2 separate regions of the Sus scrofa genome follow, and region 2 is linked to region 1. The links are chromatin contacts, called in public Hi-C maps. All regions are on one chromosome and are shown on one strand. Each heading gives the region's core, a stretch centred on a gene start, on an enhancer-like site or on the middle of the called end of the contact. The rest is flanking DNA. Distances are from core to core; before and after follow the strand shown. Region 1 holds the start of LOC102165847 (zinc finger protein 664-like). Region 2 overlaps SULT2B1 (sulfotransferase family 2B member 1).

The links. A called contact is a pair of places that touch in the nucleus more often than the background predicts.
Region 2: a contact with region 1 is called in a Hi-C map of embryonic fibroblasts, with 1.8 times the contacts expected there. The contact joins the enhancer-like site here to the promoter of LOC102165847 in region 1. A contact is called at or near these places in 1 of 5 promoter capture datasets (liver) and 8 of 47 Hi-C or Micro-C datasets (alveolar macrophages, embryonic fibroblasts, fetal skeletal muscle and 5 more).

Annotation. Positions count from the first base shown.
Region 1 is chr6:53,681,454-53,688,353 of Sscrofa11.1, forward strand. It overlaps LOC102165847 (zinc finger protein 664-like), which reads left to right and starts at 3,322. Exons shown (of 5, transcript XM_005664651.3): 1 at 3,322-4,717; 2 at 5,322-5,429; 3 at 5,869-6,084. The coding sequence starts at 5,974. LOC110261015 (a long non-coding RNA gene) reads right to left here and starts at 5,025. Exons shown (of 3, transcript XR_002344717.1): 1 at 4,894-5,025; 2 at 4,672-4,753; 3 at 2,548-2,876.
Region 2 is chr6:53,939,087-53,946,325 of Sscrofa11.1, forward strand. All of the region lies in intron 1 of SULT2B1 (sulfotransferase family 2B member 1), which reads left to right. Among named protein-coding and RNA genes, the nearest start is that of SULT2B1, 14 kb to the left of the region's middle. Within about 2 kb of position 3,370, at least 14 of the 83 cell types and tissues checked have an H3K27ac peak or open chromatin away from gene starts, as enhancers often do. A contact at or near this core is called in embryonic fibroblasts and skeletal muscle, where this site is marked.

The DNA of each region.
Region 1 (6,900 bases), core at 2,072-4,571:
GCGTTGCCGTGAGCTGTGGTGTAAGTCAAAGATGGGGCTTGGGTCTGGTGTTTCTGTGGCTGTGATGCAGGCCAGCAGCTGCAGACCTGATTCGACCCCTAGCCTGGGAACCTCCATATGCCCGCAGATGCAGCCTTAAAAAGACAAAAAAAAAAAAAAAAGACATAAATAAATAAAGAGTCATCCTATCCCCTTTCTCTGCTTTATTCTCCCCCCCCCCACACACACACCCACTGGCATATGGAGGTTCCTGGGCCAGAGATGGAATTCTAACCCCAGCTGAGACCTATGCCATAGCTGTGGCAACATGGGATCCTTAACCCGCTGTGTCCCAGCCAGAACTCCCTCTCTGCTTTATTCTTCATGACACTTATCACTGCTTGAAATTATGCCACAAATCTCTACCAGTTGAGCATTGCAGTTAAACTCACAGAGAATGAAGCCAAGTGGTCTTGTTTCACATCCCAGCTCCACTACTTTTATGTCCTTTTGTTGCTTAATCTATGTTTGTCAGTTTGGGGATAGTAATAGCACCTCATAGGGTTCTGTGAGGATAGAGGAATTCGTGTGCGTACCAGTGCTCTCACATTATCTGCATCTCTACCTCTCCTAAAGCATCTCAATTACCTATTACACCGTTTTCTCTAGTGATCTGCGATCATCATTGTTATAATGCAGTCTCATAACAGCAAATTTTAAGCTCTATTTTGTTTCCCACTGTAATTCCAGTGCCTAGAAGAGCATCTGGTGCAAAATAAGTACTGAGCAAGAAAGATGAATAAACATGGCAAACAGGCTAGTAAGGTTCATCAGGTTTCCACGTTGCTACAGTGACAGTCGAGCCTGCCCAGCGATTCTCAGCTTCAGTAACCTGGTTTCTATCCGGCCCACCCATTGGCCACATGTGTCTCAGCCAGGAAACTACAACTCCCAGCAGTCTGAGCGCCTCCTGCGAGGTCCGCTAACTGTGAGCACCTGCGCAGTAGAATCCGCTGCCTGGCGTTTCCATCTGAGCGTCTGCCTGCTGCAGGGTGCTCAGTTGGATCCGGGCTGAAAAATGGGGAGGACCCTTTGCTCGCTGAGCACTGTGGGGGCCCCTCATCTCTCCCGGCTCTCTCGGATCTGAAGGGTCTAGGTCCCAGAACAGCCATCTCGCGTGAGGGGGGAGGAGGGGACCACTCCAGTTTCTATGGTGCTGGGCCCCGCTAGGTGCGCGGAATAGCTGCAGGAGGGTTGGAGAGAAATCCTAGATGGGCGTTGCCATGGTAACTCTGCAACGGAAGGGGGCGGGGTGAGATGTTTAAGGGATACCGCGGGAGGAAACAGAGTAACAGCCGAGGCACTGAGGTGCTCTTGGAGGAATGGAGAGTGTGATAGAAGAATCAGGGTGAAATAGGGAGAGTTGGGGAGATTCTAGGCATTGGGTGTTCTGAGGGAGTGGGAGTGTTTGGGTGAATTCATATGTACAAAGAAAGAGAATTGGGTTGTTTGTGCATTGTGTAGTAGGTAGAGGATTCTTATAGGGGCGAGTGGAGGCTTGTAGGGAGCATTGGGGTGTTTGGGGAGAGTGGGAGTTTTAAGGAAGAGCTGGATCTTTTTTTTTTTTTTTTTTTTTTGTCTTTTTTGTCTTTTTGTTGTTGTTGTTGTTGTTGCTATTTCTTGGGCCGCTCCCGCGGCATATGGAGGTTCCCTGGCTAGGGGTTGAATCGGAGCTGTAGCCACCGGCCTACGCCAGAGCCACAGCAACGCGGGATCTGAGCCGCGTCTGCAACCTACACCACAGCTCACGGCAACGCCGGATCGTTAACCCACTGAGCAAGGGCAGGGACCGAACCCGCAACCTCATGGTTCCTACTCAGATTCGTTAACCACTACGCCACGACGGGAACTCCAAGAGCTGGATCTTTTGAGGTGTAGTGGGAAGTTATCCAAATCAGTAGGAGGTTGTCATATGTGGCTAAAGTAATTAAATGGAATATAATGAAAAATTCAGTTCCTCAGTCACACCCCATTTCAAATCCTCAGTGGCTCTGCTGTATTGGACAGTGGAGATCTAGACTATTTCCATAATCTGGGAAATGTTTGTTGGCCAGCACTAATATACAGGATGAACTGGGATGTTACAGCAAATATGGAGTTTCCCGTTTCCTAACTGTCCGGCCATATCTCTCTTTTTTTTTTTTTTTTTTTGGTCTTTTTGTCTCTTTTGTTGTTGTTGCTATTTCTTGGGCCGCTCCCACGGCATATGGAGGTTCCCTGGCTAGGGGTTGAATCGGAGCTGTAGCCACCGGCCTACACCAGAGCCACAGCAACGCGGGATCCGAGCCGCGTCTGCAACCTACACCACAGCTCACGGCAACGCCGGATTTTTAACCCACTGAGCAAGGGCAGGGACCGAACCCGCAACCTCATGGTTCCTAGTCGGATTCGTTAACCAGTACGCCACGACGGGAACTCCCCGGCCATATCTCTTATCACTTGCCCTCCTGTTTCACCCACAGCAGGCTTCTCCCCGTTCCGCCCCATCCCCCACCCCCACCCCCCGCACATAGGACCAGTTTGATCTAGTTTTTGCCCCTGCTATTCCCTCTGCCTGGAATGCCCATCCAACTGTTTGTGTTTCAGACTTAAATGTCACCTCCCAGGAATAGATGCCCTTGACATCCCTATTTAAAGTAACCACTATCCCCTTCCCACCACCAGTCGCTATCCCATCCCCCCTTATTCTTTCTTTCAAAAACCGGATCTAAATTACTTGTTCATCATTTATCTTTAAAATTGTCCATCGTCCCCACTAGGGGGCGGCCTTGTGCTGCTTACCACGAAAAATTCCAGAGCCCAGAAGAGCACCCGGCACAGAGGGGATATTCCATAAACTGTTGATGAAATGAATGGAAGAGATTCAGAATTTGAGAGCAGAGATATGACATGGGAGATTGGGAGTTTTAGATAAACAGAGTCACAGGGAAGTTGAGGGGGATAGGAGAGGAACTGATATCAGGAATTGAGGTGATAAAAGAAGATGGGTATCTGGAATCTATGGCACAAATGAACCTATGTACACACACACACACACACACACACACACAAAGCCATGGACATAGGTAGTAGACTTGTGGTTGCCAAGGGGGAGGGGGAGAGGAGAGGGGGGATGGACTGGGAGTTTGGGGTTGGTAGATGCAAGCTATTGCATTTGGAGTGGAGAGGCAATGAGATCCCGCTGCATCGCCCTGGGAAAACTGTATCCAGTCACTTGTGATGGAACATGATGGAGGAGAATGTGAGAAAACGAATGTATGTATATGTGTAGCCACATCACTTTGCTGTACAGCAGAAATTGACAGAACATTGTAAATCAACAATAATAAAATTTTTAAAAAATAAATTTAAAAAATAAAATTAAAAATTAAAGAAAGGATGGAGCACAAGGGTTACATTAGAAAACAAATGAGGGTCTGGTAGAGGAGGACTTGGGATGTTTTAGCAGATTCACTGTTATTTGCTGCATTATTAAACTCCCAGTGCCTCAGTTTTCTTATCTGTAAAATGGGAATATCTATCACATAAGTTTGAGGATTGACTGCGATAACACATGGGATGTTTTCCGAAGACGGCCTGTCATCATCAAAGTTATTACTGATGTTAAAGCCAGAGCTGGGATACACAGGGTCCTGCTTTTTCGTCCCAGTCTGTTCCCACTTGGACTCACTGCACCTGGAAAGAAGCCTGGAGTTGCAAAATGGTTTGAAATCCACTCTGCTGAAGCCAGGCCATCTCAGACTCTCTGGCAACACTGTGTTCTTTGTAGCAACAACTGGCCGGTGATGGGTAGCAGTAAATCTCTACGCATTTGGTCCAGAACTCTCTTTATAGCTTTCCATCTGGCTTTCTTTACCCATCAAAATCCCATGCCTGCCTCCATGCTGATATTTAACTATCCCTGAACTACACTGTGCTAGGTGGGTCTGCTGGGTGGGTCACCTATAGGATCACCCCTATACACCCCAGGAGATAAGGATTGTGTCCGTTTTTTCCAGCTGGGAAAATTAAATCAGAGGGGTTCAGTGACTTATCCGAGGGCACACAGCAGAGAAGAGGGTAGGTCCTCCCTCAACCTCCACCCCCACACTTTTTTATTTTTTGCCAAGCCCGGGGTATGCGAAGTTCCAGGGCCAGGGATCTAACCCACGCCACAGCAAGGACCCAAGCCAGATCCTTAACCCGCTGTGCCACCACGGGAACCGTCCACCCCTGCACTTTCAAGAGCTTTCGTTTTAGCAGAAAGAGCGCCGGGATGGAGTCATACACAGCAGGCTCCCAATACGTGGTCATGCACTTGAGGCTCTTTCTCATTGAGCCTCGCTTTCTCCATGTGGAAAATAGGGATAATAGTAACTCAGACCGTTTTAAGAACTAAAAATCACATGCTTATACTATCTAGCACATGCTAAGCATATCGGTAATTGCTTGTCATTATATATCAGCCCTTTCCATTTCTTTTTGAGAGGCGGACGCTGTGGGTTGGCGTTTGAGGTGAATTTGGTGATGCTCCAAATTTCCATAGGGAGGGAAAACTCGCCGGGTCAACCTGATAAAAACCAGCCACGGTACCAGACAGGCATTACGCATGCGCATTCGGAAGAGCCAGAGGCACTGGGCCCAGAATCCTACCGTGGATGGAGACTCCCGTGAACCGGCAGAATACCTGGACCGAAAGGTGAGGCAGCGGAGTTTGGAGAGATACAGGTCGAATCTGAAAGGCACCAGGGAAGCCAGAGGTCTGGTCAGTCCCTAGTTGAAAGGACTCCCTTCATGGCTCACCTCACCTTCCACCCCCCGCTCTGGTAATGGTCTCGCCCGATTCCCGTTCTCTTCTACCACTCCAGGACGTACCAAGTTTCCAGAAGAGGGATGGGGGGCAGTGGGCCTGGGGGCGGAAAGGACCATTCGGCGAGCGAGACCATTGACACGGAGGTCAGGAGAAAATGGGGGGAAGGGCGAAAGGGGGCCCACACGGTTGGAAGAGGAGCGGAGAGGCCTTCGGGAGACCCTTGTTGGAAGGGCGCGGGGCCTGGAAGACCTTTATCGGGAAAAGAAGGCGGGGCCTCTGGATGGGCGGGTTCATTGGTGGGGAGGTAGGAGGTTGGGGTGGGCGAGTTCATTGCGTGTCCGACTGAGGGGGACGGAGTTGGTTGGGAGAGACCATTGTTAGTCTGGGGAGATTTGGGCAGTTCTTGAGGAGCAACCTCTTCATGTATGAATGGGGAGGGTCCGGGTGAGTGTGTGCGCGGGTAACAGGTTTGAATTGTGCCTTGAAGCAGGAGCTGGACTGTGACAGAGGCTCTGAGATCCGGGCGAACAACAGGTGCAAACGCCCCACAGTGGAAGAGTTAAGGATCTATTTGCAGAAGAGGGGGCTGCGCCGGAATGTAAGGTCCGCGGGCAAATATATCAAAAATGATGCTGGAGAGTATGTAGGGAGCCTGGACTGCTAGGCTGAGGGGCCTGACGCTGTCTCATGGTGCTGGGGAGCCATGGGAGGATCGTGAGCAGGCGAGGGACAAGGTCATCTGGCCGTAGAAAGACCTGTTTGGGGTCGTGTGGGTAACAGACTGGAGAGGGGAGACTGGAGGCAGGGAGGCCCGGGAGGAGGCTGGGCAAGGACACGCATGACCTGGATTCAAGGCTGTGGGGATGGAGAGTATAGTGCGACTGTCACCCCCCCACACACACACGCACCCCTTCCCAGGAGAGTCTTGGAGAGAGATGGCCTCCCTGGGCCTCTAGGGCAGATAAGACCCCTCTCCCAACACCAGCAGCATGGAAAAAGCCCTCCCTGTCGCCTCAGACCCCTTCTCTCTTCTTCAGCCCCCTTTGCCTCCTCACCACCGGGAGCTGACTGACAGCAGCCTCACCTCACCCTCTCTTTGGCATCTGGAGCCCAAGGACTGAGTCAGGGACAGACCTCACCTCATGAAGGCAGGAGACGGAGAAGCGGGTCCTGGAGACCCCCCAGACTGTCTGGGGTTCGATCCAGGTCAGCTGAGGATACACCCTGAAGAGCCTGAGGTCCCAGAAGAAGAGGTGAGCTCCCTGATCCCCACCTCACCCCAGTAGGAGCAGAGATTCAGGCAGCTGTGAGTGAGTGTGAGTCCCAGATCTATCACTTCCTGGCTTTGTGACTTGGCCCATGGACACACTGCTGTGTATTCACTTAAATGTTGGTGAACTCCGAATAAAGATCAGTACCCGCGTTAACAGAGTTGTTCCAGAATGAATTAGTTATTTAGTTATTTATTTACTTATTTAATGTTTATTTTGCTTTTTAGGGCCACACCCGCGGCATATGGAGGTCCCCAGGCTAGGGATCTAATCGGAGCTGTAGCCGCTGGCCTACGCCAGAGCCACAGCAACGCGGAATCTGAGCTGCGTCCGCGACCTACACCACAGCTCACAGAAACGCCGGATCCTTAACCCACTGAGCAAGACCAGGGATCGGACCTGCAACCTCATGGTTCCTAGTCAGATTCGTTAACCACTGAGCCACGACGGGAACTCCAGTTCAGGGACTTAATACACATGAATTGCTCAGAACAGTGCCCACATCCCCTGAGGATCCAATAACTAATGTTATTTCTGACCCTGTCACTGAATTCGCAGGGGACCGTGGACTGGTGAGGGCTGCTTTAGAGCCAGACTTCCCAGATTCAAATCTTGCCTCTTCTGCTTCCAAGCTCTGTGACCTCAGGCCAGTGACTCACCATCTCTGAGCTTCAGTTTATTGTGAGCACTTGGTCTGGTGCCTAATATCCAGCAAGTGTTGAATAAATGCCAAAGAAAAGGTTTTTATTACCAGCGTCCCCTCTGTGTTTGGAGTCTGGGCTGCCAATGGCAAGTCCT
Region 2 (7,239 bases), core at 2,120-4,619, 260 kb after region 1:
AAGGTCTGGTATTAGTATTGTTTAGAAGAACTTGGAGGAGCAGAGAAGGAATCTGAGTGTTCTCGCTATGGCTATGCTCTCATGTACTTCCATAAGTGCAGTTAAGTTATGAGCCAAACTCGTTGTATGGGGATCCCCAAAGGCTGGCATAGCAGTGCTGGGGGACCATTAAGTTTTTTTTTTTTATTCTTGGCCACCCCAAGGCATATGGAGCTCCTGGGCCAGATCAGAGCTGAAGTCGCAACCTTAGCCACAGCTGTGACTGTGCTGGATGCCCAACCCACTGTACTGGGCCCAGGATGCAGCCTGTGTCCCAGCGGTCCCAAGACACAGCCAATCCTGTTGAGACACAGCGGGAGCTTGGGGTGGGGGAGGGGAACCATTAACTTATTAACAAACCCAGATGGGAGTCCCTGCTGTGATACAGTGGAAAGGAATCCTAATCGTATCCAAGAGGATTGGGGTTCAATCCCTGGACTTACTCAGTGGGTCAAGGATCCAGCATTACCAGGAGCTGTGGTGTAGGCTACAGATGCAGCTCAGATCGGGTGTTGCTGTGGCTATGGTGTAGGCTAGCAGCTGCAGCTTGGATTCAACCCCCAGCCGGGTAACTTCCATAAACCGCGGGTACAGCCCTAAAAAGTGAGAAAGAGAAAAAAAAAAGATCAATAGATACAGGATTTGTTATTTTCCTAATTAGATTCTCTAAAAAGAGAATATGCATGTGTCGTCTCAAGGCAGTTCTAGCCGATGTAACAAACATCCCCACACTTCTGGAGCTAAATTAAGGTGGTAGAAAGTCATTTCAGACTCACATTCCAGCCCCAGGTGGCGGCCGGGGAGGGGGGTGGGTCCTCCTGGTCACGTGACACCTAGAGGCCCAGCCTCTGCCATCTTCCACCCTCCACTCCCCCAGTCCCTGGAGACATCTCTCTGGTACTGCCAGCCAAGGGGGCAGAGGGCAAGGACGTGGCAGTCACTGCCTTTACTCTGTGTTCACAATTGAGAATTCAAGAGGTGCAGAAAAGCCTGAAATGGAAAATTCTGGTTCCCACAACCACCCCAGATCCATTCCTTGAGTAACCATTTCTGATGCTTCCCTGCCAGAAAATTTCTCTTTTTTAAGTTTTTTGGCTGTGCCTGTGGCAAGTGGAAGTTTCTGGGCCAGGGATGGAACCCTCACCACAGCAGTAATCAGAGCCTCAGTGGTAACAATGCTGGATCCTTAACACACTGAGCCACCAGGGAACTCCCAGAAAATGTCCCTTGATGTGCATATCTTGTCTTTATTTACTCTGTTTTTTTGGAGGTGGGGTCTTTTTAGGGCCCCACCTGCAGCATATGGAGGTTCCCAGGCTAGGTGGCAAATTGGAGCTACAGCTGCCTGCCTACACCCCAGCTACAGCAACACAGGATCTAAGCCATGTCTATAACCCACACCACAGCTCACCGCCATGCTGGATCCTTAACCCATTGAGTGAGGCCAGGGATCAAACCTGCATCCTCATGGATACTAGTCAGGTTCATTACCTCCGAGCCACAATGGGAACTCCCTACTTGTTTTTATTTATTTATTTTGTTTGTTTTTTAGGGCTGCACCTGAGGCATATGGAAGTTCCCAGGCTAGAGGTCAAATCAGAGCTACAGCTGCCGGCCTACACCACAGCCACAGCAATGCAGGATCCAAGCTTCGCCTGTCATCTACACCACAGCTCACGGCAATACTGGATCCTTAACCCACAGAGCCAGGCCAGGGATCAAACCCGAAACCTCATGGATCCTAGTCACGTTCATTAGTGCTGAGCCGCAACGGGAATGCCCCTACTTATTTTTTAAACATAATTAAGATACTACTTTATATCTGTCTCTTGTCAAACATTACACTTTTTGTAATATCTCAGTCATCTTCCCAAATAAATGCCACTTCTTCACTCCTCTAACATTTTATTATGAGATTTTCAAAACTTATAAAAATGTTGGTGGATGGGAATTCTCTTCGTGGCTCAGTGGTTAACGAACCTGACTAGGATCCATGAGGATGTGGGTTCAATCCCTGGCCTCGCTCAGTGGGTTAAGGACCCGATGTTGCCATGAGCTGTGGTGTAGGTCGTAGACGCAGCTCGGATCTGGCATTGCTGTGGCTGTGGCTAGACTGGCAGCTACAGCTCTGATTCTGCCTCTAGCCTAGGAACTTCCTATGCCGTGGGTGAGGCCCTAAAAAGCAAAAAAAAAAAAAAAAAAAAAAGTTGGTGGAATGATTTAATGAACTGCTCTCTATACCTGCTATCCCTAACATTTTATTATACTTGCTTTATCCTATGTCTGTGCGTCCTTCTCTCCATCCAGCCATCCTTCTTATTTGTGGTGAGTTTCAAAGCAGTAAGCCACAGACATCAGAACATTCACCTTAAACTTGCCAGGCTGCGTATACACAGACTTCGATATTGGCTTATGGCTTTTTCCAGATGGAAGCTGTTTCTGTGCGGTACATTGCACGCATGTGAAATGCGCCAGTTTGAGACATATATGCGTAACCCAAATCCACAGAAACGCCTCCTTTTGAATGGCTGGATTTCAGTGTTTTCCAGCTGTGATCCAGTTCATCCAGTTCTGATGTATCTAACCAGTTCTCTGTTGTTCAGGTTCATCTTATAAACGATGCTGCAAGTAGCCTCGCGGTACCTATATCCTGGGCACTTCCTCAAGGGCACCCACCCAGGAAATGCCTGGGGGTCAAGTTCATTGGTGCATCTAATAGATGTAATGGACTGTTGCCTGTCTGATGCTGGTTCTTGGAGGCGGGAGACGCGAGACGCAGAATTTCGGCTCCCTTGTAACCGCATTACTAGTGGGGAAGATGGATTGAAAGAAGTCACTAGACAAAGAAAATAGTTGCTAAGTATTAAGAGGACTAGTGAAAGAAATAAACAGGATGGATGCTGCGATAGGTAAAAATGCACCCTGGACGCGCGCACCCTCTGCTTTGGGGGAGGTGGCCTGTATAATTTACAAGCTGCCAAGTGACCTCGCAGAGAGGTTCCTCTAATCATTCCCCACCCCACCCCCTGGGCCGCCTGCCACCGCAGCCAGGAGTAGGAGGGCGAAAGAACCTGATTCTCCGCGCTGCGGCCAAGGCATGAGTCATTCCGCTGAGGTGGAGGTGGCCGGAGGTGGGGACGCTTGCCCAGATGGGCTCCAAGCACAATTTCGGGAGGCGAGGCAAGGCACTCCTGCAAGGGAGACCAGCCCGGGCGAAAGCAGAGCAGCTGACGCCGGGCGTTCTGGCAACGAGGCGCACTGAACCCAGCCCGGGCTCCAGGAGCCTTGGCGCTGCGCTGCCTGCGGAGAAAGTCAAGTGGACCACAGGCGCCCGCTGTGAGTCAGCAAAGTCCTCCTGAAACTGAATCGCATTCCTGGAGGGCGGGGCCGCTCACAAGGTGGGGGGGGGCGGCGGTTCCCGTCCCACCAGAGCCCTGAACCCCCGTGGCCTCTCCCTTCTTTTGCACTCATGGTCCCCTCTGGTCCCCACACAACACTGGTCCCTCCGCTCCTTCAGGTCGGCTCGACCTCCACCGATCTCAGCGAGCCCTCGCCTGACTCCATCCGTCTCAAACTGCAAACCCTCCTGACCCCAGACGCACCCCATCCCGCACCGCTTCAGGTTTTCCCACCCCCTTCCGAGGCGCTACTTGTAAAACATCCTGCTTTAACGTTATTGTTCATTTAAATGTAAACCGCATTAGGTTTGGTTTTGTTTTGGGGGCGTTTTTTGGCTTTGTTTTGTTTTTTGTTTGTTTTTTGGCTTTTGTATCCCTCCGCTCCTGGCACATAGTAGGCATTTAGTGAAAATGTGGGGGCTGAGGAGTGCCCGCTGTGGCGCCATGGAATGGCCAGTGTCTCTGCAGCACCAGGATGCAGGCCGGATCCTCTGCCCAGCACAGTGGGTTAGGATCCTGCATTGCCTCAGGTGTAGCTTAGGAGGCAACTACCTCTTGAATCTTAATCCCTGGCCAGAGGTTTAAGATCCATATGTCATGGGGCGCCCCCCACCCCCAAAAAAATCTCTGGGCTGAATTAATGAATTTGCCTCCCCTCAGGCTAAATGGCCTAAAGGTCCGAGATGGGGAGCTCTCTTTGGACATCAGACTGGATGTCCCCCATCACTGCTCATTCTTCAAATGAGACCAGAGAGGGCTTGAGAGTGATCTCAGGTCACACAGCACATCCAAGCCAGGCCTGGAATGTAGGCAGGAGTTGCTTCTCTGCACAACCTGGGTAGCCAAGAGGGATGCTGGCCGGCGGGATGTCTTATTATACTAATGGCTAATGGGCATTAAGTATTTATAGGAAGGAGGTTTTTTAAAAAAAATCAATCAGTGAAATTGATTTGTGTGTGAGCGAGTGTATCACTTTATGAATTTTAACACATGTATAGATTTGTGTAACCATCACCACAGTCAGGATACAAAACTGCACCATCAACCCTTGAAGGGTCCACCCTATCCCAGTCCTAGCTGCCCCACCCCCACCCGCAGCCCCATTTCCCCCCCCCCCGCCCCGCTACTGATTTATTTCCTGTTCTTATACTTCTGCGGGTGTGTGTGGATGTGTGTGGGTGTGTGTGGTGTTTCATTGGCTGCATCTGCAGCATTTGGAAGTTCACAGGCCAGGGATTGAACCCATGCCACAGCAGTGACAACGCCAAAATCTTTAACCACTAGGCCACCGAGGAACTCCCCTGTATTTTCAAAAGTGATCTATGCCTTTCCTATTGCTGCTGCAGCAAATGACCACCAATGGAGTGGCTTAAAGCCATACAGACGTACGCACCTGCATTTCTGTAGGTCAGAAGGCCAACTCCAGCATGGCTGGGCTCACATCGAAGCATCAGCAGATTGGCGTTCCTCCAGGGTCCTTCTGTGCCTTTTCCAGCTCCTGGAGGTCACCCGCATCCCTTGGCTTGTGGCCCCTTCCTCCATTTTCAAAGCCAGCTGCATGGAATTCCCTGGTGGTGCAGCAGGTTAAGGATCCAGTGTTGTCACTGCTGGGGCTTGGGTTCAATCTCTGGCCCAGGAACTTCCCTAGGCTGCAGGAGCGGCCAAAAAGAAAAAGAAAAAAGGGCCAGCTGTATAGGATCTCGCAAACTCCCTTCTCTCTAACCTCTGCTTGTCTTTACATCTTCTTGCTCTGATTCTGACCCTCTTGCCTCCCTCTTATAAGGACCCTGTGGTTACATTCAGGACTCACCGGCCTCTCTCCCAAGTTCAAAACCCCTAACATAACCGCAGCTGCAAAATCCCTTTTATGGTGCAATGGAACGTATTCGCAGTTTCTGGAGATGGGGCCACGGATGTCTGGAGGCCATCATTCTGGCCACTGTAGTCCCATAAATGGAAATAGGCAGGTTGTGACCTCCTGAATCGGCTTCCTTCCTCCACAATGCCTTTGAGACTCATTCATATGGTTGTGGGTATCAGAGTTTTGTTTTTAGGAGTTCCCCAGGGGCCTAGCAGTTAAGGATCCAGCACTGTCACTACTGTGGCTCAGGTCACTGCTGTGGTGCAGGTTCGATCCCTGGCCCGGGGAACTTCTGCACGCTGTGAGGGCAGCCAAAAAAAAAAAAAAAAAAAAAAAGAGTTTCTTGTCTTTGCTGAGTAGTAATTGTGTGGTATACCTGTACTTCCGTTTATCCACTCACCTGTTGACGAATATTTGGGTCGTTCTCAGTTTTCAGAATTCTAAACAGGGCAGCTATATAGATGTTGGTGAGAATACGAGTTTTTGTTTCTCTCGGGTGGAGCCCCAGGAGGGGGAGAAACTTTGCTTTAAAATCTGTGCGTATATTAAGATGTTTCATTGAGGTCTATGAATAGGAGCTCCCGTTGTGGCTCAGTGGGTTAAGAACTTGACATAGTGTCCACGAGGATGCGGGTTCAATCCCTGGCCTTGCTCAGTGGGTTAAGGATCCAGCGTGGCTGTGGTGGTGGTGTAGGCTGGCAGCTGCAGCTCTGATTCGAACCCTAGCCCAGGAACTTCTATATGCCGTAGGTGCAGCCCTAAAAAGAAAATAATAATAATAATAATAATATACCCTTAGGCGTTAAATATTCCTGTGACCAAGGGAAGGGAGGTGGACACAAAGAGTGGTTATGTGAGTTGACTGAGATCAAATCTGTCTATCCGACCACCCCCGAGCCCCCGAGCCCCCATAACCCTGGCCCAGAATGAACACACCTGGGGAGAACTGTATGAGGATGTAGGAGGGGCTACCCCATGGCTCTGGTAGTTGGGGGTGCAAGCCTGGGGTCTTGCTGCCTGGGTTCAAAACCCAGTTCTGCCCTCTGCAGCTGTGTGATATCCGCCAAGTGCCTTTGCCTCTCTGTGCCTCCGCCTCATTTGTCATGTGGGGATGGTAATATTCCAGCAAGCAGTCTCTAAGGGCTGTTGCCAGAATAAATGAATTAAGGCCCATAATGTCCTGAGGCATGTGGGGCCAGGGAGCACTGTGAGCATTTCTTTTATTTCTTCAAACCAATATTGACGGAGGGTCTTTGTGTTTGGAAACACTGGCAATCAAGACAGAAACCGCCCCCCCCCAGAAAAAAATCCCTGGTCTCATGCAGCTTACAGGCAAGTGGAGAAGAAAGGCAATAAACAAGACATGTAGGAGTTCCCAGCATGGCTCAGCGGTTAACGAATCCTACTAGGAACCATGAGGTTTCAGGTTCGAAACCTCACTCAGTGGGTTAAGGATCCAGCGTTGCCATGAGCTGTAGTGTAGGTCACAGGCGCGGCTCGGATCCCGCGTTGCTGTGGCTCTGGTGTATACAGTTACTGCTCTGTTTGGACCACTATTCTGGGAACCTCCATATGCCGTGGGTGCGGCCCTAGAAAAGGCAAACACACACACACACACAGGCATGTAAAGCATATGTAAACCGTAAGAACTGGTCTTGGTCAGTGTGACGGGAAAACAGGGCAGGATGAGGGGGTGCAGTGGGTTCGATTGTAAACAGCGTGTCAGGGGAGGCCTGGTCGATAAACAGTGATGTTGGAGCAAAGATCTGCAGGAGGTGAGGGTGCCAGTTATAGGCCTGAATGGAAGATAGAACAGCCAGTGCAAAGGCCCTGAGGCAGGACTCAGCCTGAAGAGTTGAAGGAAGAGCTAAGAGACCTGTGTGGCTGCAGCCCAGTGAGCAAAGGAGAGAGGATGAAGATAAAGGCAGAGGGAGATCACGG